Regions from separate parts of the Mus musculus genome. Here regions 2, 3 and 4 are each linked to region 1. A link is a contact called in public HiChIP or PLAC-seq data. All regions are on one chromosome and are shown on one strand. The core of a region is the stretch at or near the end of the contact, and the rest is flanking DNA. Distances in the headings are between cores, read along the strand shown. Region 1 holds the start of Ugp2 (UDP-glucose pyrophosphorylase 2). Region 2 overlaps Gm32293 (a long non-coding RNA gene). Region 3 overlaps Gm46273 (a long non-coding RNA gene). Region 4 has its middle 11 kb from the start of Gm39608.

The links. HiChIP or PLAC-seq counts read pairs in DNA pulled down with a chosen protein or histone mark.
Region 2: an H3K4me3 HiChIP or PLAC-seq map of bone marrow-derived macrophages shows a contact between it and region 1, with 2.8 times the contacts expected there. The contact joins the enhancer-like site here to the promoter of Ugp2 in region 1. A contact is called at or near these places in 1 of 39 promoter capture datasets (embryonic stem cells), 1 of 484 Hi-C or Micro-C datasets (cerebral cortex), 3 of 115 datasets of contacts at active chromatin or transcription factors (bone marrow-derived macrophages, embryonic stem cells and stem cell-derived neural progenitor cells) and 1 of 9 other capture datasets (liver).
Region 3: a contact with region 1 is called in a CTCF HiChIP or PLAC-seq map of the NIH/3T3 cell line, with 7 read pairs. The contact joins the enhancer-like site here to the promoter of Ugp2 in region 1. A contact is called at or near these places in 6 of 39 promoter capture datasets (the 3T3-L1 cell line, the C10 cell line, HPC-7-derived erythroid cells and 2 more), 2 of 15 datasets of contacts at CTCF or cohesin (the NIH/3T3 cell line and pro-B cells), 2 of 484 Hi-C or Micro-C datasets (the N1E-115 cell line and cortical neurons), 7 of 115 datasets of contacts at active chromatin or transcription factors (astrocytes, bone marrow-derived macrophages, cardiomyocytes and 4 more) and 2 of 9 other capture datasets (adipose tissue and liver).
Region 4: a contact with region 1 is called in a FOXA1 HiChIP or PLAC-seq map of pancreatic cancer cells. The contact joins the enhancer-like site here to the promoter of Ugp2 in region 1. A contact is called at or near these places in 1 of 15 datasets of contacts at CTCF or cohesin (the NIH/3T3 cell line), 2 of 115 datasets of contacts at active chromatin or transcription factors (embryonic stem cells and pancreatic cancer cells) and 1 of 9 other capture datasets (embryonic stem cells).

Annotation. Positions count from the first base shown.
Region 1 is chr11:21,366,353-21,371,946 of GRCm38.p6, reverse strand. It overlaps Ugp2 (UDP-glucose pyrophosphorylase 2), which reads left to right and starts at 1,318. Exons shown (of 10, transcript NM_139297.6): 1 at 1,318-1,760. The coding sequence starts at 1,742.
Region 2 is chr11:20,928,183-20,933,231 of GRCm38.p6, reverse strand. All of the region lies in intron 1 of Gm32293 (a long non-coding RNA gene), which reads right to left. Among named protein-coding and RNA genes, the nearest start is that of Gm46273, 13 kb to the right of the region's middle. Within about 2 kb of position 2,446, at least 20 of the 459 cell types and tissues checked have an H3K27ac peak or open chromatin away from gene starts, as enhancers often do. A contact at or near this core is called in bone marrow-derived macrophages, where this site is marked.
Region 3 is chr11:20,906,726-20,911,745 of GRCm38.p6, reverse strand. It overlaps Gm46273 (a long non-coding RNA gene), which reads left to right. Exons shown (of 2, transcript XR_001780166.2): 2 at 1-145. Among named protein-coding and RNA genes, the nearest start is that of Gm32293, 8.1 kb to the left of the region's middle. Within about 2 kb of position 3,430, at least 27 of the 459 cell types and tissues checked have an H3K27ac peak or open chromatin away from gene starts, as enhancers often do. A contact at or near this core is called in the NIH/3T3 cell line, where this site is marked.
Region 4 is chr11:20,885,373-20,890,931 of GRCm38.p6, reverse strand. No RefSeq gene overlaps it. Among named protein-coding and RNA genes, the nearest start is that of Gm39608, 11 kb to the left of the region's middle. Within about 2 kb of position 3,676, at least 32 of the 459 cell types and tissues checked have an H3K27ac peak or open chromatin away from gene starts, as enhancers often do. A contact at or near this core is called in pancreatic cancer cells, where this site is marked.

The DNA.
Region 1 (5,594 bases), core at 69-2,568:
TTGGCAAGACTAGCTGTGATTGGGCACACCTCAGGGAGTCCCCAGACGGGTGCCAACGTTCTGGCTTTTAACTTCATCTTTCTTTTGGAGACTTCAAGATCTATCATCAGCATCTTAAGGATAATAAGTCATTTTCACTTTGGCTAGAAAAGTAAACGCCCAATTCCAGCACAAACGTGCCCAGGAGTGGGATTCGAGGCAAGGCGAATAGTGATGGCTCTTTCTGGAGAGCCTTTATTTGGCATTCCCTTCGACGCCCCCAGGCCCTCCTCCTGTTGGTGAGCCACACACATCCCATCCCTTTACTTGATTCTGAAAAGGTTGCCTTAACCCTCCTCAAACCCTAATTGGTGGCAGAGCCTTTGGGTCCTCTTGAGAAGAGCCTGGTGTCCCTGAGGAAGGGGAGTTCAAGGTTTCCTCAACGGGCAAATTCTGGTGGAGTGCAAACACAAGCACACGCTTCGGTTTTCTCACACGCTCGTGGCATCTGCAAACAGCAAGCAGAGACAGACGTGCTTGGCACCGTGCTGCTGCCTGTGCAGCTCCCACGCGTGGGATTCCCGCCTTCGCTTCTGCGCCCGCCTCCCTCGGGCCTCGAACGCCCCGCCCCCTGCCACCTCCGCGTGTCTCATTGGCCAGGTCCTTAGGCAAACTTCGGCTCCGGACTGGCGGCTGTGCCTGTCGCTCTGAGCAGTAGGGACATTTCCGCATTGGGAGGGGGGAAGGAGGGGGAGGGGAGGTGTGTGGCGAAAGTGGGGGCTCCGGTGTCCGGAGGCGGCGGGCTGGAGGGTCAGGGGCTGCGCACGCTGGCGCCAGGCTCCAGGTGTTTGCGTGTGACGGGAGCGGAGGGGAGGTCGCCTCGGCCACGCTCGTGCAGCGTGCGAGACCTGATTCCAGGCCCCCAACTTCTCAGCCCTCGAGGGAATAGGAAGGTGGGTGTCGCTTAAGGGGCGGGCCGGGCTCCGAGCGACCTCCTTGTGGGGTCCTGCTCCGAAAGGCGTGGCCGGGGGCCGACAGTGGGGCGTGGAAGAGTAGGGGGCGGGCGGGCGGGCGGGCGAGGGCGTGTCAGGGAGGGCCAGGCCTCCCGGGGGGTCTGGGCGGCCAGGCCCGGGGGGCAGGGAGGGGGCGAGCCGGGCCCTGGTGTGGAGCGGCTGCGTAGGGGAGGGCGGCCAGTGGAGGCCGCGGGCAGCTGTCTGCCCGAGTGCGGAATTCGCAGCATCTCCGAGTCCCGGCTATTTATGGGCTGGAGAAAAGGTTGCGTTGCCCCTTCGCCGGCCTCCCCGCCTCCCGATCTACACGGGGCGCCAGCAGCTCGCCGCTGGACGGCCGCCGGCGAGGGGCCTCGGGGTGCGGCCGGGGGCCTGCGGCAGTCCTGCCCTAGAGGGCGTGGAGACCGGAGGGCGGTGAAGCGGCTCTAGGTCCGCCTCTCCATTGATGAAATTTAAGTTCGTCTGGTTTTACCTTTTCCGGAGTCTCCAGTCGTCCCCTGTTGGTGTCGGGATCGCTGAGTAGCCTGGAGTTCCCTCCCAAGCTGAGTCGGTCCCACCAAGTTTTCCGTCTTCAGGATTTTTCTTTTTAAAGACTAGTTTTGATTTTTTTTCCCCCCGAATTCTTCTTTAAGTAGTTAAACATCGGAGGAGAAAGAACACTTCGGTTGCAGGGAAGGGAGAGAGACCTTCCTTACAACGTAGATTCTAGAAATTGAAAATTATAAGCCAGATTATTTTAATAAGATCCTAAAATGTCGAGATTTGTACAAGGTAAGACATTTTGCTTTCTGTCTCTTGGCTGCTTCGTCCGATTTTGAATATTGGTAGTCTCTAAGTAAGTGGGTAGTTTGTAACTGGAAGTGTTCATTTGTGATACCGTTTGCCAGACCTTTTTGGTTAAATTGGTATTTAAGCTGCTTTGCGCCACTTATTGGGTTGGCATTTCATATACGTGTTTGTATGCCTCTGCGCCCTGCAGGGGTTATTTCTACCTTCTAAAATCAGTTTTAATAGTATTCTGACATCGTGGATAGTAATTGTAAAAATCAAAACAGGATTTTTGACTGCTGATTAATTCTTGTTCCCTTCTTGCACTCGATGATAAGTTAGTTATCTTTGTGGGACAAGGAAACCCAGAGGGCTAGGGACAGGCAGATGCGTTTGTCAAGACTAGTAGGAAGCTCTCCACTTCTTTTCTGTGTGTACGTGGATTGAGTCTCAGAGTAATTTATTGCGAAATCAGTAGTTTGTAGACACTGGAGGTCATACCAGTCAGAGAAATGACTTTGCTGCAGTGCTCTTAGCTTTTTCTTTTTTAATATAGAAAGATTATGCTTTCTTTAAATTTGAAAATTACCATTCAAATCTGTATATGTGTAAATAATGCATTTAGCAAATACCCCTCAACCAAGCTGTAGTATTGCAATTGGGTGCTGCCTTAAACTTCTGTCACAAAACTGTATAGAGTTTGCCTATAAGAAGCCTTTCCTTCCAGACCCCAGTGTGTGAAAGCTTCAGCCATCTTGCTTAATACATGCAGTAAAGTTTGCAACCGCTTCACGTGATCCTCAGTGACTGTCCATGCACCTTTCCCCTTTCCTTTTAAAGTTATGCTAGGGATGTCCATCATTTGACCCTGGAAATGAAAATGCCATACAGGCTTATGCCCCACTTTACTAACTCTTAAGTTTTTCATATTAGATTAAAGGAATCTGCCTTCATTATTATGGAAACAGATGGGACCGTTATGCCTGTCTGCCTTCAGCACTAAGCTCAGAAATGTCATTTTGCCATTATGTTTGAAGTTGGTGTTACAGTTGACATGAAGCTAGAGGTTTCTAAATCGAGAAGACACAGGTGGCTGTGGACATTGCTACCCACTTTTTAAAAGCCCATTATTTTAAAGTACTTCTACAGTTTTCAAAATACTGCACAAGTGTCAAAATGAAGAAATTAACGTGTTTGCATTAACTAAGCTATAAGCTCAGTCTGATTCCTATCTCCATGATGCAATTCAAGACGACACATTTGATTTAAGCAGGCAGTTTTGTACAAAAAGATGATACTCCAAATATGTTTAACTCAGTCCTGGAATGTATCATTGCGCCATTGTTGTGTTTAAGTGTGAGCTCTAAGTGCTTATCGTGGTTACTGTTAGAAATGAGAAAACTAATTGGCTAATGTCAGAGTTGTCTACGCATATCAGTTTTCAAGTATAAGAGTTGGAAACTTCTGTGTTCTCTCTTTTTAAAAGCAGTCCAGTGCTGACCCTCCCCTCCCCCAGAAGTTGCTGAGGCTTCTTCCCACTGGCTGGTACACGGCCTGTGCTGCTTCACGGGAAAGTGCTAACCAGTGCCAGGCCATAGCTATTTCAAGTCGCCTCGTTTAAGCTTCTGAGCCCTAAGGAGTACTTTACAGCTGATGAAGATGCCCAGAGATGAGCTGGGGAGAAGTCCTGGAAATCCTGAGTTGTGTTCAGCTCCTGTCCTTTCCAACAACTTCCGTTGCTTTTTAGGTTAAAATTTTAGGAATGGCCTAGTCTCCAAATAGATTACCATTTTCTATAGACAAAGATAATATGTCCCTGGGAAAAACACAGTGTCTTGAAAGTAGATTTTGTCACAGGCAACAAATGCCCACAACCTAAAATGTTCTATATGCTTTTTCAGTAGGTTAGCTTACCGTATGTTTTCGGCTGTAGGTTTTTATGACCTATCTTAAATTACATAAATACTGAGAAATACGAAAGGGTATGGACTTCGATTTGACTCTTGTTAAAAAAAGGGATTTTTAGACACTTTTCTGAACTTTAGGTTCTACCTGGGTAGAGTTTGGAAATTGGACTGAGAGTATAATTTAGTGATGACACGCATGCTTAGTATGGGAGAGGCATTGGAATCCATCTCCTGTCCCTGCCTTCTCCACTGGGTCTCAGTGCCTATGCCGCAGGGTCATTGAGAAGTTTAAATGGGGTGCTGTACTAAGTGACTGAACTGGGTAGATAATGTGTGGCCATTATCTTCTACTCTTTTCTAAAATAATGATGACTTTTAGATAGCATTGCTACCCATACGCCATCAACAGAAATACACATAGTTTTTTATTTTCGTATTCAGATTTAATATTCAGTCTGGTTACTTGAAAGTTTATATCTTTTAAAGAAAATTACTAAACAGGAGCTGAGGAGAGGGGAGGGCAAGGTTAAGCTTGGATAGCATAGGGGATAAATACAAGTTACAGTTTAAACAGTCGGTTAACAACTTTTTTTTTTGAATGTTCATTGTATGCCTTTCACTATATTTATTTTTCCCTTATAGTAGGTACTCAGGACTCTGTAGATCTGGTGTTATGAACATTGGGGATCATTCTTTTTGGGTGATGATGAAACGTAAGGCTGCTCCACTTGGTCTGACTCCAAATCCAAGCACTACTTTTATAAGAATGCTGGGTTTCTTCTTCCTCAGCCACTTAGATCATAAGAAGCTAGTTGGAAATTTATGGTTAGTAAAAACACTTACTACTGTTAGAGAGGTGAGTTGCCTGTATAGAATTACTGGGCCAATAAAGGCATAAGTTCTGCATATCTGCCTAAGTCTGTCCCTCAGGAGCCTAGTCGTACTTTGACCAAACATGATATGAGCTGCTGTGTTCTTTTGCCTACCTATGAAACTGTCTTGTTCTGCCGCTGTCTTATTCAGTGCCTCCACTTTTCTACATAAATGAACACTGCCTCTTTCCTACGTCACATTTGGGGTAGCATCAGCAGCAGTTGTGGGGTGTTGCTAGGTTTGTCAACAGAAGCCCTTTGGAAATTTTCTTTTAAAAAGTTGTGAGAACTGTCTTCCTAAATGTTTGGAAACTTATAAATGGTGAAGAGACTGATGGCTGTATAGCCATCCAGCTAAGGCTAGGTTATTTGATTAAAACTGTAATTCTAGAAGTATTTTCGCAACTTTAAATATGCCATTATCTATCTAAGCTGTGTAAAAATATCCCTTATTCTTAAAAACTATTCTTAAATATATAGTATATATTTAATATAATATTATATTTCAAGGAAAGCCATATAAATACATCTGCATTCCTTAAAAAATATTTGTGGCCTGTCAACTTTCCCATTTGTTGGAAATTTTTGACTCTTGGTGATTCCTGTTTGGTAGATGGCAGCTGGTCAACAAAGATCACTGCGCTGATTATAACTGACAGGATCTCAAGTGAATACAAGGATGGGTGGCGTTCTGGGCCTTGGTTGTCAAGTGAGCTTCAACATAGTTCTTCACAAATCCTAAAACCTGTCGCTTACCACTGAAATGATTCATTTTTCCCCAGAAAGACTGTGGTATGGATTTAAGTCAGGAGTAGTACTCAAAGTAATGGCTAAAGCTCACTCCCTAAAGCTATAGATTAGAGTTCATGATGTTGCTAGGGGGTGGGTGTGTAAATTTAGTTCAATTCAGTCATAGTTGTAAATATTTAGAAAATTCAAACTGAAAAATTGGTCTGATAAAGTTTGGCTGTCTTTCATTTCTGCAGTTAAATTTCTCCTACTAAGCCTTTCTTCTAAGATTGATGATTTTAATTTATGAAGGACCAGTGAGGAAAAAA
Region 2 (5,049 bases), core at 1,197-3,696, 440 kb after region 1:
CACTATGAGGAGCTATGAGGAGTTACCCATCACTATGAAGTGCTGTGGGTAGTTACCCATTGCTATGAGGAACTATAAGGAGTTACCCATCACTATGAGGAGCTACCCATCACTATGAGGAACTACCCATCACTATGAGGCGTTACCTATCACTATGAGGAGCTACCCATCACTATGAGGAGCTATGAGGAGTTACCCATCACTATGAAGTGCTGTGGGTAGTTACCCATTGCTATGAGGAACTATAAGGAGTTACCCATCACTATGAGGAGCTACCCATCACTATGAGGAGTTACCCATCACTATGAGGAGTTACCCATCACTATGAGGAGTTACCCATCACTATGAGGAGTTACCCATCACTATGAGGAGCTATGGGGAGTTACCCATCACTATGTGGAACTATGAGGAGTTGCCTATCACTATGAAGTGCTATGAGAAGTTACCCATCACTATGAGGTGCTATGAGGAGTGACCTATCACTATGAAATGCTATGAGGGGCTATCCATCACTATGAGGTGCTATGGGGATTTACCCATCACTATAAGGAGTTACCCATCACTATGAGGAGTTACCCATCACTATGAGGAGTTACCCATCACTATGAGGAACTATGGAGAGTTACCTATCACTATGAAGTGCTATGAGGAGTTACCTATCACTGTGAGCTACTGTGGGGAGTTACCATAGCTTTGGGGAGCTACCCATCACTATGAGGGGTTACCCATCACTATGAGGGGTTACCCATCACTATGAGGAGGTACCCATCACTATGAAGTGCTGTGGGGAGTTACCCATCACTATGAGGAACTATGGGGAGTTACCCATCACTGTGCAGGGGTATGAGGAGTTGCCTATCACTATGAAGTGCTATGAGGAGTTACTGATGACTATGAGGCGCTATGAGGAGTTACCCATCACTATGAAGTGCTATGGGGAGTTACTCATCACTAGGAGGTGATCACAATTGAGACATAGGGTAGTAAAAGGCCAACAAATAAACAGAGATCAGTGGGTTAGAAGTGAGTTTAGATGTAAAGTCATAGAATAAGTAAAAGGTTATATATAAGAACACAGGGAGTTAGAAAGCTGGGGAATCTCGTTTAGTCACACCAAAATGAGAAAGGGAAAGATATGCGAGATGAATTGGATTCTCTTTACACATGTGCCAAAAAAAATAATTCTAGGTAAATTAAAATTTTAATGTTAAAAGTGAAAAATGTGATTTTATTAAAAATATAGATTTTATGACAACTGAATACAAAATTGTCAATAAGTAACAAAATACTAAGAAATAATTCATACATGAAAATTTAATCTGCTTGTTTTATCATTAAGTTTTTTATTAGCATGCAAAATAATGAAGTCCACAGTGACATTTCCATGAGGGCACCATCCTAAACAGTCCCCCTTCTACTCTGCCATTTGCATGTTTCACAATCTCTGTTGCATGTGTGAGAACAAACGTGCGATATTTAGCTTTCTGACTGTGGCTTGTTTTACTTAACATGATGTCCAGTTCCTCCACAATTATGCAAATGACTTCGTTTTGTTCTTTATGGCTGAATAACTCTCTAGTGTATATGTGTGTTAGGAGTTTTGAAGAAAGCTCAAGGCATGAAGGCATCTTCCATTCAAAGGTGGAGAATGAAGGGGCACTCCTTCCCCTAGCAATAGGAAAGAGCCTAACGTAGGTAGGTGGCCTTCAAATTGGGTTCTAGAGAACAGGACCAGTCTGGGTAGCCTAACAAATCTTGTGACCTTGATGACACAGTGAGAAGAGAGGGCTGAGCTGGCAAGAAGGACCAATGGCAGGAGGCTTTGTATGCCACATGGGGAACTTGGATGGGGGACCTCCTGAGTCACCTTGATTGTAAATCAGCAGAGATGTTGCTAGATTTCCAAAAATCTAAGAAACACCCAATGTAACTTAGAGGGATTGACTCCTATCTGGGTTCCATGAGTGATAGAGCCTAATGACAATGAGGAGGATAACTTAGAGGGATTGACTCCTATCTGGATCCCATGAGTGGCAGAGCCTAATGACAATGGGGAGGAGGAGGGTGACTCTGAAGAAGTGTTGGTATCAGGACCACCGAAACCCATGACATCCCATAGGCAGAACCCAAACACCTATTGCCAAGGCAACAGCCACTATTTTCCCAGAATCCACTTGGCTCAACTCCCACCTTTACCCATGATTACAACATCACCCATATATAAAGAAAGCCCCCCCCCCCGATCTCTCCCTTTCTCTTTTCCCCTTCTCTTTCTGCTACCACCTTGCCCTTCTCTCTTTCTCTCCCAATAAACCTCACATGGAACCGTAGTCCTTTTGAAGCCGTGAGACGGTCAAGATCATAACAAGAAGAGCAATATTTCCCAACAAGGCTGTATTCTTCTCCAGTTTTCCTTCCTCTTTCTGTTACTGGGGGAGGGGGTATGTAAGTGCTAGGCACTGGAGTTAGCAGGCCAATGAAGGGAGAAAAGGGAAAGGGACACAATCATGCTGTCTGCCACAGTCTGAACTGGAATGGGAGGCCTCACCTTAAAATCTATTTTATGGGGGGCCCGGTGCCACAGACCTGAAATCCAGCTATCAGGGAGGCCAAAGCAGACAGATCACAAGTTCCAAACCAGCGGTTTAGCAAGATTCTGTCTCAAATTTTTTAACTCAAAAGTCTAGGAAGATGTTGCTCAATGATAGAGAACTTGCCTTCCATGTACAAGATCCTAGGTTCAATCCCCAAGTTCTTTTCTGTGGAATCAGAAATTTAATCTTAAAGGGACCCGGAGACCACACAGAACCTCTTGTGTGATTTAGCACAGCAAAGCAGACTCATGAACAAGTCTGAGCCTGTCCTGCCCTGGATCAGGAACACTGGGGGTGGAGAGTCTGCTGAGGGCAGGCTCAGGTGCAGAGCACCTGCAGGGAGGGGGCCCTCTCCCGACTGGCAGGATGCTGACTTCACTCAAGGGCACCTGGGAGTCTGGGAGTAAGATGACAGCAGTGGACAGGCTTTTGGCAGGAAGGCACCAGGTGGAGCCAGCACAGCCATGTGAAAAGGCCTCTGAGTCAAGGCCCAGCCAACAGAGGCCTTGCCAAAGCCAACTGGGAAAGCTCCTCCCTCAGGTAACACCCACACACCCTGATACCCAAGGCTCAGGTGCCCAAGGGGACTTCAGAACAAAGAAAGCACCCGATACAAGCTAGCAGCTGAGAGGACTCTGAGCACTTTGGGATAAAGGCACAGTTCAAAAACACTATTTGGTCATCTTACTTATAATTAAATTCTACAAGTCAAGTCTTGAAAGACATTTATAGCACCCTCACTTGTTTAGGTCAGCTGCCCAGAAAGGGGAAAAATAGACTTGGACATTTTTCATTTTATGCAAGAAATAGCTAATCCACATGTCATGTCTACTGTCTACATTGTCCCTATTTTAAGGGTGTCCTTTGGGGCTCAGGTATATTAAAATGCTACCCAGAGCCTAAAAGCTCAACATAGTAGAAAGTAGACTTGTTTTAGCTTTGGAGGGCTCCTGGCCAACTGGACGCTTCCACCCACTATGAAGTAATGTGATTGGTCAAGTAGCTGGCAGATGATCAGGTCAGCAAAGTAATGGTCCTCCATGGCAGACTCACAGTAGAGCTTGAAGAAAGGATGCCAAGAGGACCTGCATGGATCCCTGCAATTCTTGGTCTATTTCTGGGTTTAATGTGTGCATCAGGACAGTTCTGTTCACTGACTTTGCTTTGCTCCTCCTCAGGGTGGGGCCTGAGTAAAAATGTTCCCCCTTGGCTAGCTTGGGAGACAGCTCTGTGGAAAATGCCTTGAGCAAGCAGATTGAAGCTAAGTGTCAGAGTGAGGCCATAGTTTCTGTGAAGCAGTTACCAGTGCTGTTCTTGTTTTGTGCTCCTGTGAATAGTCCAAAGCCAGCAGATTGGCTTTGTGGATGGGGCAGGGAGAGTCACACCAGTAGATGACTGGCTTTGTGGATGGAGCAGGGAGAGTCACACCAGCAGATGACTGGCTTTGTGGATGGGGCAGGGAGAGTCACACCAGCAGATGACTGGCTTTGTGGATGGGGCAGGGAGAGTCACACCAGCAGATGAATGGCTTTGTGGATGGGGCAGGGAGAGTCACACCAGTTGGGTTTGCAGGCTTCAAGACAGACTTTATGAAAAGCTTGTTTACAGAAAGTCTGTGTGCCTGTATCACTGTCCAGAGGGAACTTTAAAAGATAGTGTTGCCAGAAGTGGATGTTCACAGTCAGCTATTAGATGGATCACAGGGCCCCCAATGGAGGAGCTAGAGAAAGTACCCAAGGAGCTAAAGGGAACTGCAACCCTATAGGTAGAACAACATTATGAACTAACCAGTACCCCGGAGCTCTTGACTCTAGCTGCATATGTATCAAAACATGGCCTAGTCGGCCATCACTGGAAAGAGAGGCCCATTGGACTTGCAAACTTTATATGCCCCAGTACAGGGGAATGCCAGGGCCAAAAAGGGGGAGTGGGTGGGTAGGGGAGTGGGAGAGTGGGTATGGGGGATTTTTGGGATAGCATTGGAAATGTAAATGAGGAAAATACCTAATAAAAAATTTAAAAAAAAATAGTGTTGCTTTGCTGAGTGGCCATGTGCCATCACATTGCCTTCTGACCATTTGCATTTATGGCCATAGATGGGCGCTGTTGTCGACTCTGGTCAGGGAAGTTTCTTTTGGGCAGAGAAACTCATAAGTGGTCAAATGTGAGAACAAAAGACTATTGAATGCTCTGAATGGGACAGCTGTATCACCCTGCAAGACCCAGGGAGCATCGTAAGAGCTGCAAGGAATGGGCTGGAATGGCGGGACACTCTTCAGGGCATGACAAACGGAGCAGACTGCACAAGACTAGGACACAATTGGGCTTGCCCATCATCCCTCATGGAGTTGGTAGGGGCTCACAAGGTACTAAGGATTTGCAAGGTACTAAGAAGGCTGTTAGGAAGAAGAGACTTGTCTCTGAGGATAGTTGTTGCTAGGACAGTGTGAGATAT
Region 3 (5,020 bases), core at 2,181-4,680, 460 kb after region 1:
TTTATCTTAACATGTTTTGGGGAGAGGCTTGCAAGGGTGGGGGGCTGACACAGAAGGCCTGGAAAGCGAGTGTGATTAAGGCCTGCACTGTGTTACTGCGTCACACATATTAATAGGTTCCTATGTCTTTTCTCGTACTAATCTATCCATTGTCACTTCATTATAAGAAAACTTCTGGGGGAGAACCCCTGCCCCACTGCAGTACAGAACCCACCACGTCTTTATCTCAGATGCCCAGCCTTCAAAACTATGGCTTCGTAAGCTATGGGTCCCATCCCTCATGGGCCACACTGAATGTAGGGTTTGAACAGAAAACTTGGCAGCAGTGAAATGCAAAATGACTGAGTGTTTCTGTCAGTGCTCATCCGTGCCATGTTGAGTGGGGCCACTGCAGCCTTGGTTCTGAACATACATCGTGCACACCTTGCACTGTGCACACCACCACCACAGAATTCCAAAGGATGCTGCCTAAAACATGTGATTGTATGTACTGTGTGTACAGGCCTTCCACTCTTACAGGAACGCAATGGTTTAATTATGGAGAACAAGTCTCTGAATTTCCTTCTGGGGTTCCTCAGATGCAAGTATCAGATAGGTAAACTTGGGATTTTGTTCTTAGCATGCTGGGCTTTAAGAACTGTTGTTTTTAAGATGTATTTATTTATTTTAGGTGTATGAGTACACTGTAGTTGTCTTTACACACACCAGAAGAGGGCATCAGATCCCATTACAGATGGTTGTGAGCCACCATGTGGTTGCTAGGAATTGAACTTAGGACCTCTGGAAGAGCAGTCAGTGCTCTAAACTTCTGAGCCATCTCTCCAGCCCCAAGAACTGTTGTTTGGTTTGGGATTAGGACAGAATTTCCAACAGTGTCTGAAATGGCCCTAAAGGTGCTTCTGCCATTTTGTTCTATGTGTTTATGGGAAGTGACATTCTCAGTATTGGTGATTATAAAATCAAAGTAACAATCAGCTCCAAAAAAACGTTGAAGAAGCAACTTACCCTGCAGTATCCAGTATCCAGCTGTGACTTGATTCTTTATGCAAACTAAACAAGCATCTCAGTAACGTGCAAACTTGCTTGAATGCTTATTTTAATAAGCAGTAAAATTGTATGCATACCAAAGAATTGTTTTAAAGTAAATTGTTTTCTTTATGATTGCTCATCAGCAAATACTTGATTTGTCTACCCATTCTATTTATTTCTATACCCAGCCACATAAACATTCTTTAGGTGAAAGGGCAGTCACAAGTGGAAAACTTTTAAGAAGCCTCAATTTAAGTGTATACTAGGCTGGGGTATACACCACGCAGACCACTGTAGGTGGCAGATGTCATTAAGTCCCCAAAGATCTATGGGTGCAGTTGGTTGAGGCAAGTACATCATATAGGAATAAGAAGGGGAAATATTGGTTGTAAGACATCCTAGCTGCACTCCAGAAATCAAATTTCTAGCTTGGGTGAGAGGGAGCTCCCCATAATGACACTGAGGTGGAAAAGGGCAGTAGGGGTGGGAAGATGTCGAAGAGGGACCAGCATGCATTCCAGTTGGCCTTGGATAGACATCACTGTCTTATGTCCACTCTAGATATCTCATTGGCCAATGTATAATGAAGGACAGTGGACCAGGTAGCCTGGGTGACAGCAGCTCCTGGGATGCTCTCAAGTTCAGTGTTACTAGCCTTGATCGCCCACTGTTGCGATCACTGCAGGGACGGTTTATGCCATGGCCTGGCCAGGGAGGTCAGAATGAAGTTACCAAGGGACAGGTGGCTTCTCTATTCTCTTCTTTAGACTCTTGGAGGTTGGGTCTGGTTTTAAGCCCCTCTGCACTGCCAGACACCCTTTCTGTTTTTATTTCTTGTATACTGGTGCTGAGGACACTCAGGGCCAAACACATTCCACACCAGCTGCTCCACTGCACTGTGCGTCCAGTGCTCTTGACTCTTCAAACTGCAGCCCTCCCCATGGACCATAACCACACCCCTCCCCATGGACCATAACCACACCCCCTCCCCATGGACCATAACCACACCCCCTCCCCATGGACCATAACCACACCCCTTCTCCCCATGGACCATAACCATACCCCTTCTCCCCATGGACCATAACCACACCCCTTCTCCCCATGGACCATAACCACACCCCTCCCCGTGGACCATAACCACACCCCCTCTCCCCATGGACCATGCCAGCAGTGCAGCTTTGCTGAAGACCTTTTCCTTCTGAAAATAAAACTCTAGAAACCAGGCAGCAAGATTTATAATAAAGGATCTCCCTTCTCTGGCAAGAATGTTCCGAGCCTCCCAAGTTCTCTCCTCGGAGGCAACCTCTGACCACCCCTCCCCCTCCACTACCCATACCTGTTCCAGAATTTTCTTTTTAACAAATTGATCTTTTATATATTCCTGAGCCCACCATGGAGGTTCTTTCCCATCAGGCTCCCAAACATGCCCAGTATTAATTCCACCCACAAAGTAAGATCCTTGTAGCCATCAAAACCCATGCTCCCTACTACAGCATATTTTAAAAAGTAGTTGTACAGGGCTGGTGATGGCTCCGTGGTTAAGAACAATTGCTGCCCTTGCAGAGGTCTGGGCAATGACTCACAGCACCCACAAAATGCCTCACAACCGTTTGTAACTCTAGTTCCAGGGGTATCTGATGCCCTCCTCTGAATTCAGTGATGCATATACATACATGTGGGCAAGACATTCGTATGCATAAAATAAGTACACCTAGTGTTTAAACATAACTAACATGAGTTTTGCTTTCCCTTTTGAGTAATGGCCACCTATACAAGCACATACACAATTGCTTTTCTGATCTGTGTTCCCTAATCTCTTCCAGCAAAGATAATCATGATTAACCAATTGCTTGTATTTTCTTCCAGAATATTATTACATGCATCAAATATAGACTAAATAAAGTAAAATATTCTTTTGCATTCACTCACAAGATCAAATGCTATATGAGTCACACCCCTTCCTATATCAACTCTTTTAAAACGTAGTAATAGACTGTAGGAGCGTTCCCATGGCAATCGGTAAGAGCCTCTGGCTGCTTTCTATAGCTGAACACTCAGTCTCATGGATGCAGTCTGATCCAGCCAACTTTCCCTGTCATGCATCAGACAGTAAATATTTTAGGACCCACGAGGTCAGAGAGTCTCTGTGGAAAGTATTCAGTCCACTTATACAAGAATGCAGAGATAATATGCAAAAAAGGAACATGACAAAGTTCCAATAAGATTTATTTATGAACAATGAAAGAATTTTCCAGAAAGCTCTTGAATCATGGAAATAGCATTTTCTTTTTGATTTTTAAAAACTATTTTAAAATGTTAAAATCTGGGCATGGCATCTCATGCTGTTGTAATCCCTGCACTCAGGAAGCTGAGTCAGGGGAATCACCTTAAGTTTCAGGTCAGACTGGCTACAGAGTGGGACCCTGGCTCAGCCCTCTTCCCCACAACATGTTAAAACTCTTCATGGTCGGAAAATGCTACAAAGCCAGGCAAAGGGCCAGATTTGGCTTCTTGGTGATAGGATGCCGGTCCTTAGCTTATCCAACCAGTCCTCTGTTAATGAGAATCAGATGGCTTGGGAACTTTGCTGCAATGGGCACTTCTCTTGCATACAGATGCTTGTCGGACAAGCTCCAAGAAAAGGGATTGCTGGACCTGGAGGCCTGTATGGTTCTTATTTGCTAGAGGTGAGTAGTGGCTGTGCTGATGTGTCCACCAGCAGGGCACAGAAAAGCCTGTGTCTTCACAGCCACCTGCAGCTGCAGACCCAGGTAATTGCTAGTCTGAGAGGTTAAGGCCGAGGTGCCCACGGTTGTCTACATGTTACTTATGAAGATATCACCATCTTTTTACACATTCAGATGTTACGTACATTTCATCTATTTCTTTCCTTTCTTGTTTCTTATTCCTTGTTTCTAATTTTGAGGCAGGCTCTTGCCCAGCCTGGTTTCACACTCACAATCCCCTTGCCTTAGCCCCTTGAGTGTTGGAATTATATCCACCATGCCTTCTTCTGTGCACAAATGTTTATTGGTCTTTTCTTTTGATATTGTTTTAACCTTTATTTTTATTTTCTTTCACTGCTCTCTGCTTATGGCTCTTACTTTATCATCCTACAGTTTTTTTAAATTTCATTTTAGTGAAAATATAATTACATCATTCCTCCCTTCTCTTTCCTCCCTCCAACTCCTCTCATGTCCTCTCCCTCCAACCTTTCTCATGACCCCCTTACATTCCCAAGTTTAGAGCTTCTTTTTCTTTATTCTTCTCCCACCTCTCTCTCTCTCTCTCTCTCTCTCTCTCTCTCTCTCTCTCTCACACACACACACACACACACACACACACACACACGCACACAAATGTGTAGTACATACATGCACACACACACAGCTGCATGCACATACACAGATGTGTGCATGTACACACACACACACACACACATACACACACAACCTGCTGGTTCCATTCACTGTTGCGTGTATGATTTCTGGACTGATCATTTGGTATTGGATTATTAACTGAGGACTCATTCAGAGTGAAGACCATAGCCTGGTCTGGCTTCAAATGTGTACTGCTCCTTCGTCAGCCTCTCTCCGGCTGGGATGCCCAGCACCCGGTTCTGGCCATCTCTTTTATACATGCTGTTCTTTGTGCCTGGAACAGAATGCAGAGCACTTACTTGCCCATTGCTCATGTCTCCATCTCCAGCTGGCAGCACTGAGCTGGGCACAGAGAAGGTCTCTCTCAGCTTCATTAACTGAATAGATGAGTGACTAGTTCTTTGACCCACCTCCCACCTACAGTCGTTGTAACAAAGAAGACATGGGTAAAGCATGCAGTGTGAGTTGTTGAACAGTAAAGTCCTGGTGCCAAGAAGCAGCAACGGATGGGAAGTCTGGCATGTATTTGTGAGGGAATGAGGTGAGGAGGACTCTAGGAGTGGTGTGCCCGAGAATGGCCAATCAAAACTTTGACTGTAGACTCTACACTG
Region 4 (5,559 bases), core at 2,427-4,926, 480 kb after region 1:
GACAGCCTGACCACTCTATCATCCACCACGAAGAAGACTCTCGGGGTGGACAGACAGCAGACTTGGTCACTCTGTATAGAACCCTCAGCACTGCCCATGTTCTCAGCCTGAGAACATTTCCCACTTCCCTGCTTCCTTTCCTGCCCTACAAGGCCATCTCTCATGGCACTGTCTCCTGGGGACAGTGATAGAGGTTTGTCACTTGACAAGATTCTCGAGCCTCACCCCGCTCTTAGGAATGGCAGGTGGCGCTCCAGGCCTGCTCCTCACTTCTCCAGGCCCTTTCCAGGCTACACATACATCTCCTTGCTCACATCACTGGGTCTTCTCAGCTCTGCTGCCAGCTGGAATTCAGTGTCCCAGCAAGGGCTGTGCCCTGTGCAGAGAGGAGCAAGGGGTGCAGTAGACCTGTGAGGCCCCAACTCTGCATGGGATGCAGAGCTGCTTTCTAACACAGACACTGCATTTAGTTTCCTATTCTTTCCACTGGGGGTGTCCAAGGAGCAGGGGCTGCAAACCTCTGCAGAGCTTAACAGTGTCCATCCCTGCCATACACCAGTCATGTTCAGAGAGCATCAGGGATGATCAGTGATGAGGGTGCCATCATTGTGTCTCAGATGGGAAGACACTGCTCCCAGGCTTCATTTTCAATAGCACCTTGATTCAAGAGAGCATTTCTCATGAAGAAGTCAAGCGCTGTATTACCTTAGCCATACCTCTAGAAGCTCTCCTCGCCAATGCACAGCTCAAGGGACCTCTGCCTGCTGCTTCTCCTGGGCTGGCACAGCCAAGGGCAGAGCATTTCCTCTTGGTCAAGGAGCCCAGCAGGAGCTGTGTGCTGCGTGGTGGCTAGAGCAGAAAAGGTGGCACTGTGACCCAGAGCTCCAATTGTTCCTGGATGAAAACTGGATGCTGTATGTGGCTCTCTCAGCAATGGGCCTTAAATGTCAAGGCTGAAACTGGATACTGACAGGGGTAAGTGGGGTACATTGTGGGCTTTGAGTGCTGTGCCCATGACAGTTATGTTCCAGTCGATCTAATCACTATGTGAATAGATCTGCAGCTGGACAGTATGTGCATTGCATCCATCTCCCGACAGCTTCATCATTTCCTCCTCCCTTGGACCTTTATCAGCTGTTGTTTGAATGTCTCCTGATCTTTCTGAGTTGGCTCTGGTTTTCCTACTACCCTCTCAAAGGCTTCAATTATTGGCCCTTATAATCACATCCCTGTTCCCGCAACCTAGCCCTGCTCTAGCTCCTGATCTGGATAGACCCAAGAAATATAAATCGTCTTTGGGGAAAGTATCCTTTTCACCATGCAAATGAGCATATGAGTACCTGCTGCCTCCAGAATCAGAGCCAAGCTGCTGTTGCTAAGAAAGGAGAGATAAGAGAACAGCATTGTGTGCTAAACTCTGTATAGTGCTTGCATGGTAACACATTTAGTCCTAAAAAATATTGTATGAAATAAATCGTCATTGTGCTTCTTATGAGGCAACGGACGCCTCAGTAACATGGTCTGTCATTTGCCTTACAGGGTTACAGCTAGTTTCTGAAACTCCACACACAGGTGGCTGGAGCTAATTGTCAGTGGCTTTGCCCTGAAATGGAGGGGTGGGGTCAGGGAGAGATTGTGGCAGCTGAGCCTGGAAAATGACCATTTTTGAAAGGTGCCAGTTTTCAGCTTCCGGACGTAGGTACTTGTTCTCATTTTGGAAAGGGTTCTGCTTGGCTGGAGGACATCAGCCCTAGCGTGGGCTTCCTGGTGCTGTGTCAGCTTTGAAGAAGCTGAGGGAATGATTTCAAGATGTACAGAGGACTAAGCCAAGGGAAGCCACTTTTGGAGACTAAAGAGCAAGCTTGGCATGGAGAGATGCCAAAGCCCCCTTAAGTGTTCAGGGCTCTGGGCTTTGTATAGGATCTTTATCTAACACATTTGCAGATTTCTCAAGTGCATTGATGAATATTTAGAATTAAGGAAAGAAAAGAGGCAATACTCCACCAGTGTCCCTTAATAACCCCTGTATGGACCAAAAAGTGACACCACATTGTTGCTCCAACCACTCTCTGTGCCACCACACTCTCTGAAGCCCCAGTCAGATCTGAGCAGGGCAGTGCTTCCCTCTGCAGCTCCCTGGCCACTGTTTCTTTCATGCTGGCCAGCCCAGCTGTGTGCTACCCATCAACCCCTCAGACATTGTTCTGAGCATCACTGAAAGTGAGCTGCCATTTGTTTTCTTGTGGGAATTTTATGGCAAAACAGAGAAAACACAGTTTTGAAGTGTTTTACTCCTATTGTTTTATATGCATAGATGTTTTGCTTGTATACCATGTGCATGTCTGCATGGTACCCAGCAGACGCTAGAAGGGGACACTTAATTCCATGGATCTGGAGTTACAGATAGCTGTAAGCCATCATGTGGCTGCTGAGAATTGAACTTGGATCCTCTCGAAGAGCAACAAGTGCTCTTAATCCCTAACCATCTTTCTAGCCCTGAAAATATCTTTAATTTTCCCCACAACGTTATGTGTCTGAATGTTTTGCCTGCATGTATGTTTGTGTACTACATGCATACCTGGTCCTCATGGAGGCTAGAAGAGGGCATTGGATCCCCTGGAACTGGAGTTACAAATGGTTGTGAGCTGCCAAGTGGGTACTAGAACCGAACCTTGGCCCTGTACAAGAGCAGCAATGGCTCTTAACTATCGAGTCATCTCTTTAACTCACCTTGCCCTCCTAAAGTCTTTTGATTTTTGTCTTTTCTTTTAGTTTCACCTAGTCTGTAGTCATGGTGTTCCGAAAACATGGTCAGGCGTTGGTGGTGGTTGTTTGGGGTGTGTGTGTGTGTGTGTGTGTGTGTGTGTGCGCAGGTATTTTGTTCTGTTTTGAGACATGTAGCCCAAGCTGGCTTCAAACTCACTGTGTAACTGAGGATGACCCCGAATTCTTGATTCTGCCTCTGGCTCCCAAGTGCTGGGATTCCATGCTTGCCATACTCAGCTGACATCATGAGACATCACCACATTCTAACTGAGCATGGACTGGGATATCCTTCTATGTGTCCTGTCCCCTTGCCTTTCAAACACTCCCACCACCCAGGACTCTAGGAGAGGGCCCAAAGGAAGATTCAGAAAAATAGATCCTATTCATGCCTCAGAACCCCTTATCCCGAAAGGCTTGAGAACAGCCTGGGAGACCATGACCTCTAAAACCTTCAAAGAGATGAGCAAGGCCACTCCCAGGAAACAATACAACAAACTAGATCCTGTCAAAGATGTGAGGGGATTTCCTTGACTGTCATGTTGTTGGGAAGCACATAGGTCACAGGGTACCCACTGTCACTGGTACCATCTCACCCTGTACCAGTGAGAATCTAGTCAACACCATGTATACCCAAAGCTTTGACACCCCCCACACACACCTACACCCACACACACTTCTATCTGTTTTATTAACATCTTGAGATTTCTATGAAGTAGAAATACAGAGTATTCTGACAGCTGGGCTCCCCCTCCTTGCTGGAAAGAGATGACTGGCTTTTTAAGGGGTGGGATCCTTGTTTGGTGTGGCATCCCTGGTTGGGAGGGGCAGCTAAAGTAAGCCAGAGTCCAGGGAACAAAGCTGGCACAGCCACCTGATGGCTGAATGCCAAATCCACCTTTCCAGATATGCCACCTCAGCAGGCCCTGGTGAGTAACTCCACTCCTGGAACAATGGCTGTCTGTGTGTAAAGGGCCCGAATATGAACTGGGCTCTCACTGCCTGCCATGTTCACAAGTGATGAGTCAACTGGAGTTGAGTGGGGACCTCAGCAGGAGATTAGGTCAGACACATGAAAACCAAACAAAACCAAACAGCGAGAGTGTCTCCAACTGACCTGGTAAGCGGAGAGTATGACGGAGCTCCCATAGGAAGGTGAGGGGGGACTGTCATCAACTGGTCCAGTGTGAAGAACAGGATACAATAAGAAATATAGCCACTTGGCGTTAGATTCTCAAAGCAAGTCCTCCAGACTTCCTTCTGACCCTCCCCCACTCTTTGCACCAATATGCCATAAGACTGGGTCCACACCCAGCCGTCTGGAGAGACACAGTAACTGCCCACAGCCACAGTCCCACTCTCCTTCATCCAGTTTCACAGGAAGTTTTGTGTCTTCTACTTTGGGCTGCCTGCAAACTGAGTGTCAAGCAAACATGTCAGGCATAGGTGACTTTGAATTCTGGGCAATCTATCCTGATTGGCCCTTTCCCTCACCTAATGATATTCTATCTTTGTGTTTCACTAATGCACTATGATCCACATCTAATCCTTTAAGGAATGAGGTGGGGTAAGAACAAATAGATAAGTCATTAAGCTGACCTCAGAGTGAAATTCAAACAACCCATGAGTCTTCTGTATTCCCACCCAGCAGGGGCGGTGGAGACAATGGTCTCTTCTTCCTGCAGAAGGGCAGAAAAGCAAGAGTGCAGAGCTGCCCTGGGGGTAGTATTCTCCAGCCTTCTCATGAGTACTTCAAGTGTTCATTTATTCATTGTAAGCTTAGATTTTTCAAAACCTACTTTAATCAGAGTTCTTAAATGCTTTAACCTCCTTTCTAGTCCACCACCCACCAGAGGCAGTGGAAAGGACAGGTTAGTAGGGCAAAAGGGGGATGTAGACCTGTTTAGAAATTGTCTTGGGGCGATTCCAATCTTTACTGTCAGGATACCAGCAGTTCAGTTCACAGGAATCAGCAGCAGTAGCTTGATCCACTTGCAAACACCAGCAATGGCAGCTTGGTTCAGTAGAAACCACAAGGCTCTGCCAATTGGCCCTAGATCTGAGGAAGTGGCAAGAGGCTGCTGGAATATCACAAGAAGTTTTTGGTACATTCCTCTCTACAAAGTCATGACAAACAATAATTAATAAAGAAGGCAAGGCGAACCAACACCACACAGCATCATCTACTGCCTGTTGGGTTATATGTATACCCTTTCCAAACATCATGTGTCCTCTCAAGTGTCTACTCCAGCAAAATGTCACATGCCCTTTTCCCAGGCAGCTTCTCAGCAAAACATCTTCTCACATGTCTGGTTCAGCAAAATATACTCTCATAAGAAAGTTTTCAGAAAAACATCACATGACACAAAAGAAACTCAAAATTTCCACTTCAATTCATTCATTCATTCATTCATTCATTCATTCAGACTCAACAAGCATACACTGAACACATGCTATCTGTTAGAAGCTGGGTGACCTAGGCAAGTGCCGTCCTCTCAATGAATTGGCACCATAGTGGTGGTGGTAGGGGTAGAATGAAGAACAGCAATCACATAAGCCACATGATTTCAGATAAAGCAAATAAATGGGTTGAGAATGACTCACATTATCTATAAGCTTAATACTGTAGGTGTGAAGGATGGAGGATCACAAGTTCAAAGCCAGTTCCAGGCTCAGCAGGGCCACACAGTTTCAAAATAGCAAAAGAAGACAAGGAGGATGAGGAGGAAAGGGGGAAGAGAGAAAGAAAACTAAAAGTAAGCAAACATAGTTGGTGGAATCTCTAGGGGGTCATAT